Regions from separate parts of the Gossypium arboreum genome. Here all the other regions are linked to region 1. A link is a contact called in public Hi-C data. All regions are on one chromosome and are shown on one strand. The core of a region is the stretch at or near the end of the contact, and the rest is flanking DNA. Distances in the headings are between cores, read along the strand shown. Region 1 holds the start of LOC108458297. Region 2 holds the start of LOC108458341 (uridine nucleosidase 1-like). Region 3 holds the start of LOC108458290 (CAAX prenyl protease 2).

Region 1 (4,972 bases), core at 1,846-4,345:
GTTTTAAGCACAGCATCAAGCTTTAAGCCTTCTTCTTCTTGGATGTTGACCCAAAAAAAAAAAAGCAGCGGCAAATTATTTTGGTGTATTATGATTTTATAAAGCATATTGATTTTTTTTTAATTTTAATTTTGTTATTATATGTTATTTATGTAGAGATTTAAAATTGAAAATTTACAGTTTAAAATTATTTTAATATTTTTATTAATTTTAATTATTCAACCAAAAATAAAAATATATAAGTTTTTCTTTTAATTTTAATAAAATTTATCCAAAAATTAGCAAGAGAAGCAACAGAGGGCGGATTTTCCGTGGGATATGATATTATGCGTCAGCAGGCGGCAGGCCTAAAGAAAATGTTTCCGTGGAGAACCATTGTAAGTTGAATAGTGTTGGGACATTTACCACTAAACACCATCTTGTTCCTCCCTAACCAAAGAAGTGGCCAGTTGATTACAATACCAACCGACAATATTTGGTGGTAATTAGATAGGAAAGAAATGGCATTTAACAAAAGCACCTGCCTGCACGCAGTTGTTCCCATTTTGGACATGAACCTCAACACTCGTCTCTTGATTCAGCATTAAGCTCTTGGTATTCAACACTCTGGCTTCCATCCTCAACCACCGTTGCAGGGACCTTTTCACTATTACAAAACCAGCAATCACAGTTATTTCATCTTTTATTTCCTATACAACTTTTTACAAGTCTGAAATCTTACGTTGTCGAATAGGTGACGAGTCCGATCACTACAACTCCAAATGCAACAAAATATAGCCAATCAACCTGCAATAATTATTTCAAAACAACCATTTTTCTTACCTTTTTTTTTTCACAAGGAAATCCGTGCCATTTGCTCAATGATTAAACATGAAAATTGTACCTGCTGGCGATAGAAAAGGATGCGAACCACCACCGCCCACATATCAGACGTTAACAGCGACAGATTAAACATCGTGGCTCCACTCAACTGTGAGAAAAATACCTCTATTAATGCCCATTTAAACCTTTATATAGCCATTGATGAAAAGCAAGTCACCTTGAGAACAAAGGGCGTGATAGTGTAGAACATGAAACTTGAAAAGGTATATCCAGCAAAGCCTAGTATCTGAAAACAGAACCACAATAGAGAATGTAACTTGGCAAAGCAATAATCAAACACAATATATGAATGTTTTAATAAGGCTAAATACAGCATCATGAAACTTGTAATAGTGCTTAATTAGTTGTTTGTGAGCTAAATTCTTAAATCTGGCCTAAAAATGGAACTGATATATACTTCTACTGCATGGCATATTCCTATAAGAATAGATCATAGGTCACTTACTATATTTGTAGACCATGTTACAGATTCCAGACTCTTTAGCTCAAATATGGATCTAAGCCAAAGGTTATGGACTCAAAAATATATATATATATATATAATTGCAATGCCAAATTGCAGATTCAATTCAAAAGTCATAAATTAACCATATGCTACCAAGCATAAAGGATACAACTCGACACCGCTCAATAGCATCCCAAAAAGACCAATCATCGAAACCACTTCGATTCGGTCTTTCTTCTTAACACAAAATTCCTGCAATTTAGAAATGAAAAAGCAGATAGCTAAGACAAATAATCTTGAGGTTGCCATTAGATACAGAACTAATGGTGTAATAGTTCAATAGATTCACCAACCTCACCAACATTGCTCATGGCAAAGAAGAGAGTGCCAGCAATTACTAGTGCATCTCCAAGAATTGGTTTCGAACCACCTGCATGTGCAGAGAAACAAGTACTTCACTCCGGAAAATTCGAATGACTTCCAGTAATGGCGTGCTGTTTACGAATTAAAACATCCATAAAGAAACAGAGTTCCATAACTATAAGAATATCTTCTGCATTAGACCAGAATGTTACCTCCACCACCCACCCCTGCATCGGAGAGGAGCACTAGACCAAGGCCAAGCACACAAAGAGCAGCACCCCCTAGCTGCAATAAAGAATATCTAGTGCCTATGAAGAAATATGTGAGAAATATTGCCCATACGATGGTCCAGCAGTCCAACAGTGTCACACTAGTGATTGAGGAGAACTGGAAGGCTTTGTTAACTGCAAAAGAAAAAAAAGGGAAAAAGGAATGGCTCTTTTGTCACGGTAATTTTTGCAGTAACATATCAGACATATTCCACTTTCTTTTTTCCCCCAGTTAAGAACATGTTTTTGGGAGATCATGTTATGAGATATTAGTGACTACTACAGACTCACCAAGATAATTCCCTTGAACATCAACAAAGCCGAGGGCGAGATACCAATACCAAGGAATCTGCAAACAGAACAGGATTGAAGTATCAAGGAATCCTTTTGAATATAAGATTAGTGGAGTTGATAAGTGATTACCCTTAGCTTTTGACCCCTATAGAGCAAGATGCTACCATAAACCACAGCTAAAGCGAAGTAAGTGAAGGAAGTCTGAGTGATAGGCGCATCCACACCTAGACAAAAAGCCAACACACTGATGAGCAAACAAAGAATATAAAATTCCAAATTCATCTGAATATTTTTCATAACCAGAAGCAAGTTAAGAGTAGAGGGTTAAGTTGAGCTTACCAAGACTGGCTATCAAAGAAGAAGTAAAGCTCATAAGTGCAAGAACGAAAGAAACAAGTTGGCCCAGAAAAAGTCTGAACAAATTCTTCAAAGTTACTTGAGTTTTGAACCAGTTGCCGACACTACTCCAGCTCATTTTTTGTTTGTCAAAAAAATCGTTTGATAAAATTTGTTCTTCAAGTACACAGATCGTCAAAAAGGGAATGGGGTAACATTCATGTCAACATCAAAGGATTTTAAAGCTTTCTTCTTCTGTTTTTTTCCTTTATTTAATTATTGTCAGGTTTTGTTAAAAGAGATCTGCATCTAGGCGTAGCTACCATTCCAGGGTCATTTCCTTCGTAGTTGGACTGTTGAGACCACGTTCCTAATAGCTTCCACACCTCACCCAACGGTTACCGTTGGTAGTTGAAAGTTATCGTCTTTTTGCTCCCACGTGACACTCTCCACCGTGTCCGATGTCTTTTCAGATCTGATTTAGCTTATGAAGTCATACTTGGCGCCTGTCCAATTCCATTTGTTTTTTTTTTTAATTATATAAGGATAATTAATTTTTAATTTTGATCCTATACTTTTTTAAATTTGAGATTTAATTTTTATATTTCAATTCTGAAATAATTCGGTACCTCAACTCTTATAATTTTATTAATTAGTTGAAATTTGTTATCCCAATTAAAATGTTAATGTTAAACTTTAAGACTTATTGACACTGTTAATATTCCTATTAAATTTAAATTCATTATGATGTTATTTTGTTACATGTATATAAATTTAACAATATATAGACCTGCATTTTAAACTAAAAATAAAAGAATTGAAAATAAAATAAAAATATAAAACCTTTAAATTTCTAACTTAAACAAATAAATATTTAATCCCACATTCAATAATGAATCCCACCAAAAAAGCAGAACACTACGATATACATGTCTACAAAATATAAGAAAATTGGTAATTGAATAAGGGGTTATTTTGTGTGTGTGTGTGAGAGAGAGAGCTAATTGAAGTTGTTTTTAAAGAATTGAACAAGTTTTTAAGTGTATAAGGTTTGTTATTTTATTATATATCTCCGGATTAAAATATGATGCTTCCTTAAATATTATTTGTGATTAATTCTTACTATATATGTTTTTTCCTGTTAGTTTTATAATTTATGTTAAGCAAGTTTAGTTTTGGGGTTGTTTAAGAGTGCAAGTGCCTAAGACCTAAAGTTAAAAGGGCTCAAAAACCATATTTCAAGAATGGGCTTGATGTTAAGAATTCGTGATTGTTTTCTCTAATAATCATTCTCTTCTTGAGAATACAATATGACTTATTATTATACTCAATACTTGTTAGCTTTATTATCATTATTATGTTAACATGCAACATTAATATATAATATTTTTTTATTTATATGTTAAAAAAGTTCTTAAGAAAATGTGAAAAATCAATTAAGTCCCTGTATTAAAATTGCACTCAATTGAACCTCTGTCGTTAACTAAAATAATCAATTAAGCCCCTCCATTAATGATTTCTGCCATTGACTATGTTGACTGTTAAAATAAATCGACAAACCAATTAGATGTTGACACACTTTAACTTTTAGTTTAATCTAATATTTTCCCACAAAAAATCATAAAAATCAGAAAAATATTAAAACTTAAAATCAATATAAACTTATAAAAATAATAAAAATAATAAAAATTGTAAATATTAAAATATATAAACTATAATAAATTATAAAAATTTTACAAAAGTAATAAAACATGTATAAAATATTTAAAATTTTATTAAAACATATAAAAATTCTTTAAAACCCAAAAAAGAGAAAAATATAAAAATTATTAGAAATAATAAAAATTATTAAATATTAAAAATATTAAAAAATCATAAACCTTGTAAAGATTATAAAAATCTAATAAATTTTAATAAATTATTAAAATATATATAATTAATAAGATATATTTAAAATATTACAAAACTTATAAAAATTTATAAATACTTATAAATAATATAAAATTCTAATAAATTATTAAAATATTAAAATATTAAAAAATTATATAGACATAGTCATTTAAATCCTTAAAATCACAATGAACACATAACACCACACCAATCATTGGTAATAGGAATAGTCATTAGATCGTTAAGGTCATTTTCATGTTGAACAATAAGTTCTCGATATTCCAAAAATAAAACAATAATTGAGAGACCCTCTCTTTTTTATTGATAAACTATTACTTTTATTTTATAATTTTTATCTCCAAATTTTTAAGTACAGTAGAGTATTTTAGACCTTGAAAAGTTGAAAATCGTTTGCTTAGTATTGTATGGTATAAAATATTTTTGGTACAATTAGATACTATCAAACTAAAATTTCATTATCCAACTACTAGCA
Region 2 (4,972 bases), core at 1,070-3,569, 260 kb before region 1:
CCGTCGGACTTCACATGCCAATCTCTGTAGAATTTGCACATGTCACATAGAACCTGAGCATATTTCCCCCCTGATTGCTTCAATTCGAGGAGGTCAACGTCTATCGGATAAAAAGATGATGTTTCATTGTCAAGATGACTACCTCAAATATAAAAGCAAATGAAACTTGTTTACGAAGAAGAATGGCAGCTAAGTTCTCACCTGCCATTAGGACTTGGGTAGTAATGTTTAGTCCAACGATAACGATATTTGCTCCCGACGTAAACACAACATCAGCTGCTTCAGGGTCCCCATATATCTGTAGTCGGACAAATAAATTCAGACAAATAAATTCAGAAGAGTTGCTTAATGGAGGGTTGCTCAAGTGAAAACTAATGTCGTTTGCTAACTAGCCGGTTGCAACTCAATCTTGTAAAGGTTAAGGCGAGACCATGATCACGATGAGATCGAGGGATTGACTAAGCCGAGCAAAAGAAATTAAACAAGTTTTCAACTGAAAAGGAAGTTTCCCCTCCAAAATGAATTAAACACTCAAGACAGCTTCCCTAGTACTAATAAAGTGATGACCGATCAAGAAAGACCTTAGATTAGTAATACTTTCAAAGAAACACAAGGTCAACTTCGAAAACTTGTAGCTTGTCCTTGGAAACTAAACTTTTCCAAAAAGAAGAATGATAATATGGAGCTTGTAGTAAGAAACAAACTTAGGATCCTTTTGTGCTTACATTTGCTTCAGCAGCAGGATTTACATTTCCTAATGCAAAGAATGAGCCACCAAGTACAACTATATTCTTCACCTTGCTGGCAAAGGAAGAGTCCCTTTTGATTGCCTGGATTTAAAAAAAAAGAGAAACTGTGTTTAAGCACTTACCTGCGAAGCCTATAACCAAAATGGAGGAAATTGATAAGAGAGTAGCAAGGTCTTACCAGTGCCAAGTTTGTGAGTGGTCCAAGTGCAAGTATAGATACTTTACCAGGATATTCAGAAACCTTCCCAACTAAAAATTCAGAGGCAGTCTTATCAGATTTGCTAGTTTTTGGTGGAGATAGGAATATATTCCCCAGTCCATCAGAGCCATGAACAAAGTCGGCAACATTCGGCCTCCCACCCTTTTCCAACAAACCAACCACAATTAGGCTATGGTAAATAAAAGATATAGTAATTGCCCCCCAAAAAAAAAAAAAAAAAAAAAAGGAAGAATATCAAAGCACAATAAAGCAAGTTAACAATTGCAGCGAGGCCCATTAGTATTCCCATGGAATTACATTGTAATTTAGGAAAGGGAAAACTGAAGCATTTACCGTAAGCGGCTCGGGGCTGCCTTGTACTACAGGAACATCAGGACGCCCTGCGATTTCACACTATCCTTTTGCACCTCGAAAAGAGGATAAAATCATGAACGTATTCCAAATGATATGAAAACCAGAAAGGAGAAGCACGTACCAGAAGTAAGGCATTACGAGTGGCATCTTCGGTTTGGACATTGCCAAATATGGTGGTCAAACCTAAGATCTCATATTCTGGATTTTGAAATGCCATAAAGATCGCCATGCTATCATCTGTTAATCAAATGAAAAACGCATCCATACATTGTTCAGGGTCAAACTCAAACAAAATCTCTACATATCTAATCCTGCCAATCAATCAATCCACTCCATATTGTTTTCACTTCCTTGTATAATTTAATAAAAATTTTCCGGTTTCATTATATACATATCAAAACCCGAAACTTTCCTATATAGATCTCATCACACGCCCCTCGAATAAAACTTTTCTATATAGACAGAGAGAGTCAACGTAGCTTTTTAAATCAAACTTTATAGCTTATCCCGAAGTAAAACTCCAAGGACAAATATAAATTGAAAAAGTAAAATTGTTTCCTATTTCATTATAATTCTAGTTTATGCAACTAAATTGACAGCCAACCAGAGAAAAAGTAAATAAATAAAAAGGAGCGAAACTGACCAATCCCGGGATCGGTATCGATAATGAGCTTGTTCCTGTTGGCATGTGAGAGTAAAAGGGCATCGCTTCCGCCATTAACGACAATTCCATCGTGACAATCTTTCTTTAATTCATAATCCATATTCAACGCAATTAGAAAAACACAAAGTGGTAATAATCTAATCTAAGATTTTAATGAATATGGATGTGAATAAAAAAACAATTGAGAGATTTGAATTTCTTGTTTTAATTGTCGTAGAGGAAGAGGAAGAGGAAGAGGTAGGCCGCTCTGCGATGCCAACAGAGAGTCCCCCCAAGAAGAACACCAAACAAAGATGTGTTTTATTTTGGTTTATGGGATATGATGTTACTTCCTCCTTTAATACTAGTTTAAAGCGCCTTAAGGTGGGGGTATGCTGACGTCAGCATAATTGATTTGTAACAGCGAATGGTAAATGGCAACGTGGGTTAATGTGAGTGGTCCTAATCTTGGACCGTATCGTATGGGATCAGAGCAGAAATAATAATTATTCAGAAAAAGGGAGGACAACCTGTTGTTTAATTTTAAAAAAAGTAGTCATTGGTTGGGTGAAGGTACAATTTCATAGACGATGCTGATGATGATGCATCTATTTTATATTATCCTTTATGTATAATCATCAAGATTCATATGTAACTATTAAATTGGAATTGTGACCAACATTTAAATGAGAAAGATTTAATAATTGGGAGATAAATGATCTATATTTTATATGTTGATTAATGGATAAATATTTATTATAAATTTTAAAACTGTTCCATATCTAAGACAATGATTGAATTCTTAACCACATAGATAATTAACAATTTTAATACAACAAGTTGTGTACAGAATTGTTAGGTTGAGAATTATTTATGAGATATATTGAAATTCCAAAACAACTGAATGCTTCAATTTCACAACATTGGCGGCCAAGAAAATTCAATATAAAAGACTTTGGGCACGATAAATTTGTAGACTATGATTTTGCATCATATTTACACAATATAAATTTGTTTTATATAATCTAAAATTGTATCCATATAGTTTGTTTTAATAGATATATTGTATTTGGATTATATAATATATTTAAATAATTAATATTATTATATGATGCGTATATGCATATGAATTTGTATGTGATATTTTTCTTCTGTTTATTTCTATGTAATATTTATGGTTATATAATACGCATATAAATTTTATTTATTTGAACTATTATCTAGAATATATATAAGGTACGAGTTTAGAATAAAATTAAATTGATAAAAATAATTTTTATTATTTATTATATTATTAAATTGGTTTTTGAATTATTTTTATTTTATTATTAAATTTTGAATATTGAAAAATATTTATTAAAAATTATTAGTATTAAAACAAAATCAATTCAGCTCTCAATTACTAAAATAAAATTAGTTAGGCCCTTCCGATAATGAAAACTGTCATTAATCAATTTGATTATTAATAGACACTTACGTGACTGATAAAATCTACAATAACATATGAAGTACCATCCGGACAAGTATACTGATGTGACATTCCATGTACCATATACTAAAAACTAAAATCCCAAAAATTATAAAAAAAATGTATTAAAAATGCACATTTTGTAACACCCCCTACCCGTATCCATTGCCGGAATAGGTACGACGTATTACCGGAGTTTACTGAACATTTTTAGATAATTCTGATCATTTATTATTCATATTTTGAAGATAATCATAACGTCTCTCTATTGGGCCCTTGAAGCCCCAAACATACATTAAAAACTAACCAGAATTAAATCAGGATCATAAAAATTTTCGCAAAATCTTTATTTTCATCTAAGTACTTACCATTTCAATGCTTCTTATAATTAAACATGTTACCATTCAATTAATAGCTTGACACTTGTCTAAGCGTCAAACAACATCATTGTTAGTATACTTGCACATATTTCATATAAATTCAATATTGATATACTTAATTTCTCGACATGTCACACTTGAGTTTAATAATTATCTTTACTTACATAATTTCCTTGTATCAACATATCAAAGATAATCATATATGTACATGCCATGAAACATATCATTCTCTTACCGTTTCTTCATAAGTATATATCAATCAGTTCATTATATCAATATTTCATGCTCCATCATTTCCATATATTTTATGTATATTTATTCCGTAAAATTTATATCAAACTTAACATAAATTATATTCCATGTACTTATTCTTATTTCGCTTATCTATCTTCATAATTATTTCATACAACTATTTTGTACATATGTTTCCATATGACCGGTTCTTGTAAACATTTTACACAACCATTTCATGTAACCATTCGTCATCTGATACATATTACCTGAATATCAATTGTTCAATAGATGTCATTGCGTCTCCCATCCATGGTCTTATTTATCTTTGACATGATGCCATAGTGTCTTTCAACTATGGTCTTACTCATTTTTTGTCATGTTACCATGGTATCTTTCAACCATGGTCTTATTCATTTCATGTCACGTTGCCATTGTATCTTTCAACCATGGTCTTATTCATTTCCCGTCATGTTGCCATGGTATCTTTCAACCATGGTCTTACACATTTCATATCAGGTTGCCATGGTATCTTTCAACCATGGTCTTACACATTTCATATCGAGAGCACACTCCATGAACCTCATCCTTACAAAGGGATTACCAGTCAAAGCTAAATCCTCAGAATATAAACTCATAGAGTATTGTCGGGATTACTAGTCCAAAGCTAAATCCTACAACGACAATTACTCTAATGAGCTTGGATTTGAATTACCAGTCCAGGCTAAATTCAGACCCTAATTTGGATTACCTGTCCAAGCTAAATCCATTTACACGTATTCTTCGGGAGGGCTATATCAGGATAGGATCACCCGTCCGGGCTAGATCCTTTTTACCGTCAATTCCTTTTCAGAGATCCATCGAATTTTCCTTTCATTTAATCGGGATTTCTTCCCCTTTTTATCAAATATGTTAATGTTTCATCAA
Region 3 (4,972 bases), core at 1,305-3,804, 260 kb after region 1:
ACCCATAGCAAAAACACCTGTATTGTTCTAGATCTGTATAACAAAATATCACAATAATAAGAACAATAACAATAAAATTTCCCTTTTATCTGCTTCTAGGTTATTTTCTACCTAGGGTCAATACTACAGCAACTGCATCCATATTTCACCATTTTTTATCTATTCCTAATTTACAGAAAGCTGAAATGAGTAAACGAAAAAGAAATCTCTTTCCAACACAAAAGCAAACCAGAAATGGAGTGGGACCAATATGTACTTAGGAAAAAGATCACAAAAAAGGCAATAACATTTATCAGCAAATTGACCACCAACCTGTTCGAATGAAGAGAAATGAAGCGTATGAACCGAAGATCACAGTGTAGCCAAGCTGGAGACCTGAGAACCACATCACAAGAAACAACAATGTATTAGCATCTAAAAGACATAAAACAACATTCTTGCTCCTAAAACAAGGTTCAAAAGCTTCAAGCCAACCAAAGTTTCTACCTAAAAGACAAAAGCAATCAACCCACTCTACACTTATATTATATAAATATATATATTGTCTTTCCTCTTAAAATAACATTCCAACCATCACATTCAAGCAGGAAAATCTAGTTTGTACCTACAACCAAGGAGGCTTTAAGCAAGCTATAGTTATGTCGGCTGTAGATCTCCATCATATGGTTCAAATGTGCTGCAAGACATTGACAAAACAGAGTTGAAACAGTTTATATGCCATTCAACTCAATATGCAATGTGGCAGAAATAGAAAGCATTATGGTTAAGAAATGCAATAAATGCACAAGCACATAATTGAGCAACACCTGCAAATATGAACAAGAACATGCAAAATTGGATAATAAGATTTTAAAAATGGATCATTTCGTGCCAACCTTATCCTTTTTAACTTATTTATACTGTGGTAAAAGTTAAAAAAACAGATTGTTGCACCGATACATACCACTATATATGCAATGAAAGCATGTCTAAGCTATTACAAATACTTAACACCCAAAGGAAAAAAGATAATAAATCCTCTCATGAATGATCGAACTGTGTTAAACAAAAAAAGACTCACCTAAACTGAAGAAAGTAGGGCAGAGAAAAATGACATTGTATGCTTTAAATCCCCCACAAAGAAGTAAAGGAATCATACATGCTCTAAACACCAACTCCTCTGTCACTGGTGCCTGTTCATTAAAGTACTATTAAGGAATGAAGACTGAAGAAACAGGGAACAATTTCGAAAATTTCCTTCTAATTTTCAATTATTGCTGTTCTCCTAAGAAGGATTGTTAAACATTGAACAATAAGCAGGACATGTAACACAATATTCAATCCATTTGCAAGACTACTTTCTAGAATAAGCAAGCACAATGCAACCTTTTCAACAATAAAATATTGCAAACACACCCTATTTATAGACCTTACAATTATTTGCATTCACCCAAAAGATGAAGAAATTTAAGTGGTAAGCATACTAACCACAATAAAATTCCTCCAGAATAAAACATTGGAAGTTACTGAAGACATCTGGACCGGGAGGCTAAGAAGGGTACTTTTTATACAACCTAACAGTGGCTCTCCCTCTTGATGTCTATGCTCCTTCCACTTATTTACCAATAACATGGACTTGAATATCAAAGATCCAGCATACATAAGAGAAGTCAAGAAAAGAGGAAAGACGATTGCTTGCCACTGTTTCACACATAAAATTGCATTTCAAGAACTGATTTTGAACCAGCAGATCATAAACATAAATAATAAATCCATAACAAAAATGTAGGAAATATACTCCATAAGTATGATTCTTACAAAATGATCCGATCGAATGCCATAAACCCCAAACGAGTAAGATGCCTCCCCACCTGTTATCTACGCATAATCGAACATTGTTAGAATAATAAAAAAAAGGAACAAACGTGTTTTGGATATAAAAACAAATAATAGCACTTTTGTAAAACGCAAAATGGATGATTTTACATTCACATGAAAATGTTAAATGGCTTTAGTTCAATGCATGTTAACAATTCAATATTTCGCTCATCTCTAATTATATATGAGTTCACTTTTTAGCTCAATGAATTAAGTTTCCACTTACTTCACAGAATGACAGAAATCTCAACTTAGTTCATAATTATATAATAATAAATGAGTGAAATAAAAATGAGAGACAAAGGAAATAGGTATACCGGAAGGACGAAAGCACAGAAAATAACGGACGCGACGGAGCAAACGGCGGCGCAAATGAACCGTCGGATCATGAAATTCTCGTAGGATTGGGGAGGCGGGAGGCGGAGGATCAGAGTAGGAGCATAAAGAATAGAAACATAAAACAGTGTCATAGCGATGCAAGCAATCACCGCTACTAGCTTCGATAACCTACCTTCGCTCTCTTCCATGTCTGGATTCGAAGAGGCGGCAGCTAGGATCGCCGGAGAGAGGAAGAGAAGGGGGGAAAGAAAAGCCGGTTCCGGTTCAATATCTTCTCCGTTTGATACCCTTTCAGTGAGAAGGGGCTTCGGGTTTTGACTTGGGGCGGTTCTTGTTTGAGGGTTTTTGGGTCACTTCAAAGCCTCAAAGTAAATTTGGGCCGAAAAGAACCCCTCATTAACACTTTATTTCCAGTCAGCTCCCAGGCGAAACCATTCCAAAAAAATTGATTTTCTTTTTTGAATTTTTACTTAATCAAATTGAATTATTAAGTTTTTTTAATTAACTTGAAAAAGTTATTCAAATTTCAAGTTTGAGTGGATTTAAATTTTAAAATTTAAATAATTCAAATAACATATTAATATAAATGTCTTGTTGTTTCCTTCTAATTTTGAAAATAAAAAATTAATCTAAACTATATAAAAATTAAAATTTTAAAAACATTTATAAGATAATATTTCTGAGACCTAAATAAGTAAATTAATAATTTAACTTTATCATATTAAAATATTTTTTTCTCTTATTGTATTGAAAAGGTTTTCAAATATATATATTTTCAAATTTATGTGCTCTAACATGAAATTAGTTATATTGTAATAAGATTTTTATTTGACATGTTTAGTTTTTTTTAATTTAACTTGAACAATTTCACTCGATTTAATTTGACTTGACTCGAATTTCATTTTACTCGACTCGATTAAGAAAAAAATTCAAATCGAGTTAAGATGATAAAATGAGACTTGTCAACTTGATAACTCGATTAACTTGAAATTTTCGCTTGATTCGAACCAACGCTCACCTTTAGCTGCCATGATAATTTTTTGGGTAAATTACTCATACAGTCACCCAAGTTTTAGCGTGTTCTTATTTCAGTCACCCAATTTTGTTTTTGTTAATTTAGTCACTCTCATTAAGTTAATTTCCTATTTTAGTCACTCCACCGTTAAAATGCACTAGTCACTAGACCGAATAATGACATGACAAACTTTTGATTGGTATGACAACAAATTTAGCCCTTAACATGCTACACATTCTATTAATTTTGGTCCTAATTATTAAAAAAATTCAACAAATTTAACCTAAATGCTTACACATTCCTTTAGTTTAATTTTTATTTTACACATTCTATCAATTTGGTTCTAATTATAAAAAAAAAAAATTTAGAAAGTGTCGCGTGGCACAACTCAATTAGAATGTGCCATATGGCACTTCAATCCAATAAGAAAGTGCCATGTGGCATCTATATGTAATAAAAATAAAAATAGATTCTAAAAAATAAATAAAAATTATAAAAAAAAATAATAATAAAAATGTAATAAAAATTATAGAAATATATCATGTGACTTTGATTGGTGTTAACTGACCGTTGATTGACTATGATCGATATTGGCATGTTTAATTTTTTAAAATTTAATTCTAAAAATTTCACTTGATTTGACTCGACTTGAATTTCATTTCACTCGACTCAATTTGAAAAAACTTCAAATTGAGGTAGGATGTTAAAGTAGGATGAAAAATTGGACTAAATCAAATAAACTTCAAAACTTAGAATTGACGACTCTAGGTGAATATTTAGGTAGATGATACCAAGAGGAGAGCTTATTGAGAACCAATTTGATTGTTTAGAGTTAGTTCGGTGAGATCGAGAGATAAACCGGACTAAATCGTCTAATTTGATAAAATAGTGACCGAGAGGTAAAATTGAACCAATTAGAAGTTTAAGATTTTTAGTTCCCTAATCCATACACTAATCATCAACATGGAAGTCAACCAACCACTTGTGTTTATTGAATTTTTAATTGCGTATTTTTCACTATTTTATAATTTTGTCCTTCTTAGCGTTAGATAGTTAAGTAGTGTAGTTACCCCTTGATTATGATTTGTCGTAATATAATACTTAGTGAGTAATTACATAGACTTCCTACTTGCATGCTTGCTTCACATTAATCACATTGTCCCCGAACTCTCTTAGGTTCAATCATTAGAATACTCGAGATGTTCTATTGTAACACTATAAATATTAAAATTGACCTATCATGCTTGTAGTACACTACTAGATTATTGATTCTATTTGTGTTGATTCATAGCCTCGGGGCACGAACGTCGGGGCGCGATCAATGCCTATTTACAATATGATAGTCCTAAGGGATTTAAACTCTATACATTCTTATCCTTTAGGAATTACAATAATTACCTTGGTAACTCTAGTTTTACTAGAGTGTTTCATTAGGCTACCGATGCTTCAAGTAGATGGGTTTCTCCATTTGTTCCACGAATCAGGCCAGTACAAGTGGGTCCAATGAGCCTCATTTAATCAATTGACCTCCATAGGACATTCTGTGCATATTCGTCACAGGCTTAGATTTGTGACCCATGACTCTAGCACAATGCAAGCATTTATGTTAAAAATTAATGTGTATGTTATGAAATTCAAATATAATTTTCTTATCATTAGATTAAGTTACTATTTCGATAGTTTTTGTATCTGCTTAACTTATAAATAGGTGAATGTACTCAAGAGGTCCCTTTATTATAGGGATCTGATCAAATTAGCTCT

The links. Hi-C and Micro-C count contacts between places; a contact is called where the count stands out from the background.
Region 2: a Hi-C map of leaf shows a contact between it and region 1, with 2.9 times the contacts expected there. The contact joins the promoter of LOC108458341 here to the promoter of LOC108458297 in region 1. A contact is called at or near these places in 2 of 5 Hi-C or Micro-C datasets (both in leaf).
Region 3: a contact with region 1 is called in a Hi-C map of leaf, with 5 times the contacts expected there. The contact joins the promoter of LOC108458290 here to the promoter of LOC108458297 in region 1. A contact is called at or near these places in 2 of 5 Hi-C or Micro-C datasets (both in leaf).

Annotation. Positions count from the first base shown.
Region 1 is chr4:79,975,667-79,980,638 of ASM2569848v2, forward strand. It overlaps LOC108458297, which reads right to left and starts at 3,096. Exons shown (of 12, transcript XM_017757644.2): 1 at 2,593-3,096; 2 at 2,383-2,477; 3 at 2,251-2,308; 4 at 1,903-2,094; 5 at 1,681-1,757; 6 at 1,497-1,579; 7 at 1,328-1,379; 8 at 1,040-1,108; 9 at 884-970; 10 at 722-786; 11 at 521-646; 12 at 244-429. The coding sequence starts at 2,728. The coding sequence ends at 559.
Region 2 is chr4:79,712,200-79,717,171 of ASM2569848v2, forward strand. It overlaps LOC108458341 (uridine nucleosidase 1-like), which reads right to left and starts at 2,320. Exons shown (of 9, transcript XM_017757697.2): 1 at 1,967-2,320; 2 at 1,445-1,560; 3 at 1,303-1,362; 4 at 928-1,110; 5 at 726-830; 6 at 202-298; 7 at 1-100. The coding sequence starts at 2,087.
Region 3 is chr4:80,233,066-80,238,037 of ASM2569848v2, forward strand. It overlaps LOC108458290 (CAAX prenyl protease 2), which reads right to left and starts at 2,555. Exons shown (of 7, transcript XM_017757636.2): 1 at 2,175-2,555; 2 at 1,798-1,857; 3 at 1,061-1,172; 4 at 605-676; 5 at 313-375. The coding sequence starts at 2,384.